2 separate regions of the Mus musculus genome follow, and region 1 is linked to region 2. Evidence: chromatin contacts called from public Hi-C data. All regions are on one chromosome and are shown on one strand. Each heading gives the region's core, a stretch centred on a gene start, on an enhancer-like site or on the middle of the called end of the contact. The rest is flanking DNA. Distances are from core to core; before and after follow the strand shown. Region 1 overlaps Ptprt (protein tyrosine phosphatase, receptor type, T). Region 2 overlaps Ptprt (protein tyrosine phosphatase, receptor type, T).

Region 1 (3,434 bases), core at 585-3,084, 400 kb before region 2:
GTGTGTGTGTGCACGCGCACACATGTACATTCTGGTCCTCTGATTTCCTTGCTATTAAGCCCCAGAAGATTTGCTCTGACAAAGGTTGCAAACAGTTATAGTTCTGGTCCATATGTTTCATAGCAGAATTATAAGTTAATTTCTAGTGACCTTCACCCAAGCAGTCTTAATCCTCCCCACCGAAACACACCCTCTGTGACAGGTACTTGGCTTGCCATGATCATCCTTGAATACATGGCAAAATGTGGCTGTGCAGATGTAACTAGGAGCCTAACACTTGGCTTTAAGTTTGTCAAAGGGGAAACTGGTTTAGATGAGTCTTAGTAATTAACCAGGGAAGCCCTTTAAGAGAGAGTCTGGAAGCCTGAGCCCTTCTTTTCCACTAGCGTAAAGAAGGTGTCCACCCAAGATCTGCAGTTACAAGCAGATGAAGCCTGCCGATGGCGTGTGAGCTTGGAAGGAGACTGAGCTACAGATGAGGTCCAAGTCCTGGCTGGCATTTCTGTGTAGCTTATAAAGTCCTGAGCATAGAACCCCTGAAACTTTGAGACACTGTATGTTGTTTTAATCTGTGGTGACTGTGGTGACTTACTATGAAGCAATAGAATACAATATATGAAACCTGCCTTTAATAAATCATGCATGATTTACACTTCCAACTTCTAAGCAGCCCAAGGTCTGCATAATTTCTTTGCCAATGCTAGATGTTGCTAAGATTTAAATGCTTGAGAATCTAAAAACGCAAAATAATACTTTTAAGCCTGTAATTAAGCCACAGCTAGAATTGTGTGCTTTCTGTATTTTAATTAAAAAATATTTACTGTATGTGCTTGGCTATTTTGCCCCCGTGTATGTCTCTGTACTACATGCATGCCTGTGCCCATAGAAGCAAGAAGAAGATGTTGGAACTTCTGGGACTGGAGTTGCGAACAGAAGTAAGGCACCATGTGGGTGTTGGAAGTCTAATCTGGGTCCTCTGGAAGAGCAGTCAGTTCTCTTAACTGTTGAACCATCTCCCTAGCTCCACATTGTATTTTAGTTGAAAACTATGTTGACTCATCAGCACATCGTGTGTCCCTTTGCTTGTTCCATCTTTCTCATACTGATTTGTCCCAAGCATCTTTGTTTCCTCTGTGGGACATGATGGTGGTTCGTGTTGTTGTTTGTTTTCCCTAATACCGTTTATGGTATTTAGTGATCAGAGACATGGATGCTCTTATTCTGTGAACTTTCAAAGTGCCATTCTGGCAGTCTGTATGGAAGTGTGTTTGATGGACATTAAGGAGAGCCATGCTAGTAGAATCACATTTGCAGAGATAAGATAATGACGGTGGGAGCTGGGGTACATTAAGGATGGCAGAGATGGTAAGATAGGAACTCAGAAATGTCACTGGCAGGCTTTGGAATTCTTCAGACAAGGTTCTTTACCAGCTCTGGCATGGTGGTGATGGAATAGAATAATAAAGTATTTTCTGGCTTAGGCTGGTAAGTAACAAATTCACTGAGGACCCTCCTTCTCATAGATGTGGGCCAACAGAGACTGTGGGCTTTTCACATCCCACAGAGATCAGAAAGCACATATCTGTTACACTCACAGCCCTTCCTTTATTTCCCGCGGATGGATGAATTAACTCTTCCCAGAGATGCCCTTCCTCCCTTCTAATAGACAGAGCCTTTGCTTATATTGTAGTACCTCAGCAGACAAAACTGTGGCTTTGAAACTGAGCAGATTGGTGGGATGCGGTGTTTGTCAAACAAGCATCTACTTAGACATCCCTGACACAGTGCAGATCACCCTTCAAGCAGCCGGAGGAGCCTTGTCTGTGGACAGGGGCAGGCGTGGGTTGGATGAGGACACATTCTTCTTTGAAATGAACAAATCTTAGTGAGATGTTAAACATCCTATTAAGCTATCTGAAAGGAGGAAAGAAGGCAACTTGTTCTGGTCCTAGATGATGGACAGGTCCTCAAACCATCTAAAAGGACGCTGCACTACCCACAGTGTGTAGTTGCATAAATAAATGATCTGCTGGGCAGGCGCCATTTTGATGTCTTCTCATGGGACATTTAATCATATTTGGATACTTGTTTGATTGTTTAGCATCTGGTGTGGGTAGAGGCCATGGATGCTCCTAAGCATGTTAAAATGTACAAGGCAGGCAGGCCCCAGTTGCAGAACCATGTGCCACCAAATGTTAACCCTGATGAGACTGAGAACCCCTGGTCTGGCAGGAACTGTGTACTGTGGGGGCTGGAGAGATGGCTCAGAGGTTAAGAGCGTTTGCTGCTCTTCTGGAAGACCCATATTTGGGTCCAGCATTCATCTCAGGCAGCTCCAGGGAATCCGATGGCCTCTGTGCCCACTGCACTCTTGTACACATGTACACACAGAGATACACACACATTCACTTAAATAGTGATAAAAATCTTTTAAAGGAGTGCTGCAAATCAATGATATGTCCTGGTTGGAGTTATAGGAAATTATTTCTAAGCACTGTAACATGTCCTGTGAATAACTAGCCTCCCAGAATCTCTTCTTTCCCTATTGTTTCTGCTGAGTACCATTTTGAGTCCTTAATGATGGGAACCCAGGAAGGATTCAGCACTGTAGGGTATGAATCTCTCAATTCATCTGCAGAGTTCTGGCCATAAGCAACCCTGAATGCCCTGTATTTGAAAGGGCTTAAACACACACACACACACACACACACACACACACACACACACACACACAAAACACATATACACACACACACACACAAAACACATCTATCTCTGAAGTAGAAAGCTATTTCCTCAAACCCCAAATTAAACATTGCTAAACAGTCACTGCCATTTGGCAAGGTTCCAATATCATATCCAACACACCAAACACCAACTTCATCTTGGATTCTGATAATGTATTTGCCCAGTCCAGATAGAAACTCTGTCTGGTGAGAGAGGTTCAGCTGTGGAAATAGACAAGAGGCTGTATATTTGAAATTATGAGAGTGGATAAATATTTGATGTGTAGTAACTAAAGCTGGACATTGCATATGTGTGGGTCAGAAGAGACTATGAGGATTATTGGTGCCAGAAATGGAAGAAGGTAAAGCTGGAGTAAATTAACATTAAATGCCATCTATATATCTCCAGCATAATGTTATTTTTATAGGTAATGGAGATATATGTTTACTATATAAAGATATCCAGAGGTTTTTCTGTTTGTTGGTTTGTTTCCAGATTGGCTCCAAATAGCAAGGTTTTCTTTTCTTCTCTTTTTAATGTTTGTTGATGGTGGCAGTATTCTTTTCGGTCCCAGGAGAGATACAGAAAAACAAACATTACAGAAAATAAGTATTGGCCTTAAATTGTCAGTCATAAAGAATCCCGATGCCTATGTTCTGTTTCCATGAACCAATTTTATAGAAAGAGATGTTTTTTCGTGTCTTGAG
Region 2 (3,190 bases), core at 514-3,013:
TTGTGAACTACACTACAAAGGGCAGTAGGCTGGGCAGTCACAAGTAAATATGTCTCAACCTTGTCTTGAACTCACTGGGTATGCAGCCTGGACTTTTTAACTCATCATTCAGTCTCACCCTGGACTTGAACTCACTATGCAAGTCAGCTTGTGAGCCCACCATGAAGAGAGCTTGTGAGCCCACCACGAAGAGAGCCTGATCATGAACCCACCATGACTCGACTTCAACTTCCTAATCTCCTACTTTACCTCCTGTAATATTTAGACTGCAGATTTCACTACCATGCTTAGCTTCTTGCCTTTATTTTGTTTTGAATCACCTTTTTACCATACTTTTTGATGTATAGTCTTTTGTGTGACCTGTAGATTTCTGCCTGAAAGTCTCATTCTTTCCATGCCGTTACATTGATGTTTCGAAATTTCTGTCCTCATTGTGTATTGTTAGTATATAGGAATAAAATTGGTTTGCATATTCTGAAAAACAATTATTCCAATTGATTTAACGTTCAAAAGACAAATAAGAGTAAGTCTTAAGTGGAAAAATAACTTACTTCCCATGCAAAATAATTTTGCATGAGAGATTGGTTGGCAAACCCAAGCCAGATGTTTATCAAAGTGCCCAGGGTATGCCCAAAGGAAGTTCCCATATTTGTGCCTTCCTATAGGCTGTGTTGCTCTTCAAATCAGGGCCCATCCATTGAGTAGTAGTTCTGGCAATTACAACTGAGTGGCAGGAAGGTATGGCAAGATTTGATGGATGTAGGCCTGGCTTTGGACCATGGTCCCACCATGGGCTAGACATATATTCTTAGCAATCATCCATCTTCCCAGATCTTCATCTTCCCGGATCTCCAATGTAGGCTATGAGCAGAGAGAGCCCAGGGTCTGGCACCCAGCAACAGCTTATTATTTATTTGCAAGAAGAAATATGCGAAGAAAAACCAAAGAGCTTTCTGATACTGGTGATTTAACAATGGGGCAGACTAACTGTGAGGTAATGAGCCTCCTGGTACAAGAGAATAAAGTACTCCCTATCTAGGATATTAGAAGATACCCCAAGAGTCGCTCCAGCAGTGTTGGGGTGTTTTAATCCTCCCTCCTTGATGATAGAAGGAGAGCCAGTTCCTAGGTTTCTCCAGTTCCCTACACATGTGACCCAGAGTCACAAAGGGCTCGGAAGCAGTAGGGAGAAATCATTTTTGGTTTGTGATTTGTTTTTATTTTTGTTTTCCTTTTAAAAAATAAAACAAATTCAGACCAGACTTATCTTTCCATCAGCTGCAGTTTATGATTGCCCATTAAACTCAATTGCTTTCTCTGGAGGCTGGTGTTGGGACCCGTCATCTGTAGCCCAATGCCATCTATTCTTGCTTTCCCCAAGAGTGCAGACAGACAAGCCGCCTTCTTGGTGTACACTAATTAATTTATCTCATGCTTGTGATTTTATGGCGCTTAAGTGCTGGAGCATTTCTGTTTATTCTTCTCCCTGCAAAGCATCTCACAACGCATAAAGACCATGAATCTCCATTGTAAGCCGCCGTCTGTCTTGGGCTGGAAAACAGCCTGCCGGCTGCCTGATGTCTTGCTGGCACTGTCTCTTACAGCCAGAGTAACACGTCCATTAATTTATCCTTAATGACATTTTGACATACCAATCAGTTCATCAGATGTTCCTTTTGCAAGGCCTCTCCTGCACGGCCGAGCCAGGGTGCCAGACCACTCCTGATGCATAATACATGAGACCAGCACACCGCTCAGTGCCTTTAACAGACAGACATGTCTGCCAGTCTAAGACTGCATGTTCCTAATGGCCCCTGCTCCCTGAGTGACCTACCCTGATGCCTTCAGGGCAGTTGTCTCTTGCACTGCGACTTGCTGTGCTTCAAGGAAGCTTGACAGGGCAATGATAGGGTTCTGTGTTCAAAAGCACATTTGTGATATTGCTGTTTTGGGGAAATAAGGCCAGCAACCCTTTGCCCCACTCAATGGGCTGAGAGAGAGTAAGTTCCAGTAATTCCAGCGAATCTGTGGCAATCCTGGTAGCCCACGTTTCATCAGTATCCTGGCACTACTTAGAAATAAAAATCACAAAGCTACTCTGATAATAATGAATATCAAAAAAGGAAAGGGAAGGAAAGGAAAATTATCCCTAATGTCTTCTCTCTTCTATCAGCCATACACACAGATATACTACCTAGTGGTTGTGATTACAATGTAGGCATGGTTTTATTTTTTTCGTATTTTAACTTAATGCAACCCAGTTAGCATTTTTCCATGTTGTTACAGAGTTTTCATCTTTAATGGCACTCCATCATTTTAATAGTTGCATAATATTCCATCCAGGGGAAGTATTGTAATTTACTGAGCCGCTTCCCTATTGTTAGACATTTACGAGGCTCTAAAGGATTGCATGCTATTAAATAGAAGCTTCAGAGGAGGTGAGAGACACAGCAGGCTCTGAAGACTGAAGAATTGGGCTTCAAACCCACCTGCTCCCTTTACCCAGTTTATGAGTTTAGAATTAACTCTCTGGGGCCCAGGTTTCTCATCAATAAAACAAAAAAGAACTAACCAGCACTTCATGGTGCTATTATGAAGCTTCAAGCTGTTTTTAAGGTACCAGCCACACACGATGGAGTCTATGAAAAATGAAAGTTTTCCATTTAAACAGAGGTACTCCTGGTAGGAAAAATTCCCCACTCTGACCCCAAAATATTTGGCAATGCTTATATATCTTTTCTTTTTTGAAAGATGGGTTTCACTGAGTAGTATGGACTGGCTTCCAATTGGGAAGTATCCTGCGTTAGTCTCCAAAGGTCTGGGATTATAAGTGTGTGCCAGCACACCCAGCCAGAGACATTTTTAATGTGATATCTGAGAGTAATGAAGGCCTGGCATCCAGAAGGTTGAGATCAAGGATGCTAACAAACATTATGTATTATCTAAAATATCTACAATGTCACAGTTGATAGAAGTAGTGCATATAGAAACTAGAGTGGTTAAGAGTCACTTTACTGTCTATGTTAGGCCCTTTATTTTCACTATTGTTTATATTTCCTTAGAATAAAGTCTCAAGAGAGTAGAAGATCTTGCTTAAAGGTATTTGTCCTTAAGCTCAGTGACAGTGGGAGGGGCTAAGTGTGGTCCTAGGTAGGAACAGAGGAAGGAGAACAGAGAGGTGGCATCCGTT

Evidence for each region. Hi-C and Micro-C count contacts between places; a contact is called where the count stands out from the background.
Region 1: a Hi-C map of the N1E-115 cell line shows a contact between it and region 2, with 5 times the contacts expected there. The contact joins two enhancer-like sites. A contact is called at or near these places in 2 of 484 Hi-C or Micro-C datasets (the N1E-115 cell line and cerebral cortex).

The regions. Positions count from the first base shown.
Region 1 is chr2:162,064,196-162,067,629 of GRCm38.p6, reverse strand. All of the region lies in intron 7 of Ptprt (protein tyrosine phosphatase, receptor type, T), which reads left to right. Among named protein-coding and RNA genes, the nearest start is that of Ptprtos, 320 kb to the left of the region's middle. Within about 2 kb of position 1,834, at least 3 of the 459 cell types and tissues checked have an H3K27ac peak or open chromatin away from gene starts, as enhancers often do. A contact at or near this core is called in the N1E-115 cell line, where this site is marked.
Region 2 is chr2:161,666,969-161,670,158 of GRCm38.p6, reverse strand. The region is part of intron 15 of Ptprt (protein tyrosine phosphatase, receptor type, T); the gene reads left to right. Among named protein-coding and RNA genes, the nearest start is that of Gm35374, 280 kb to the right of the region's middle. Within about 2 kb of position 1,763, at least 12 of the 459 cell types and tissues checked have an H3K27ac peak or open chromatin away from gene starts, as enhancers often do. A contact at or near this core is called in the N1E-115 cell line, where this site is marked.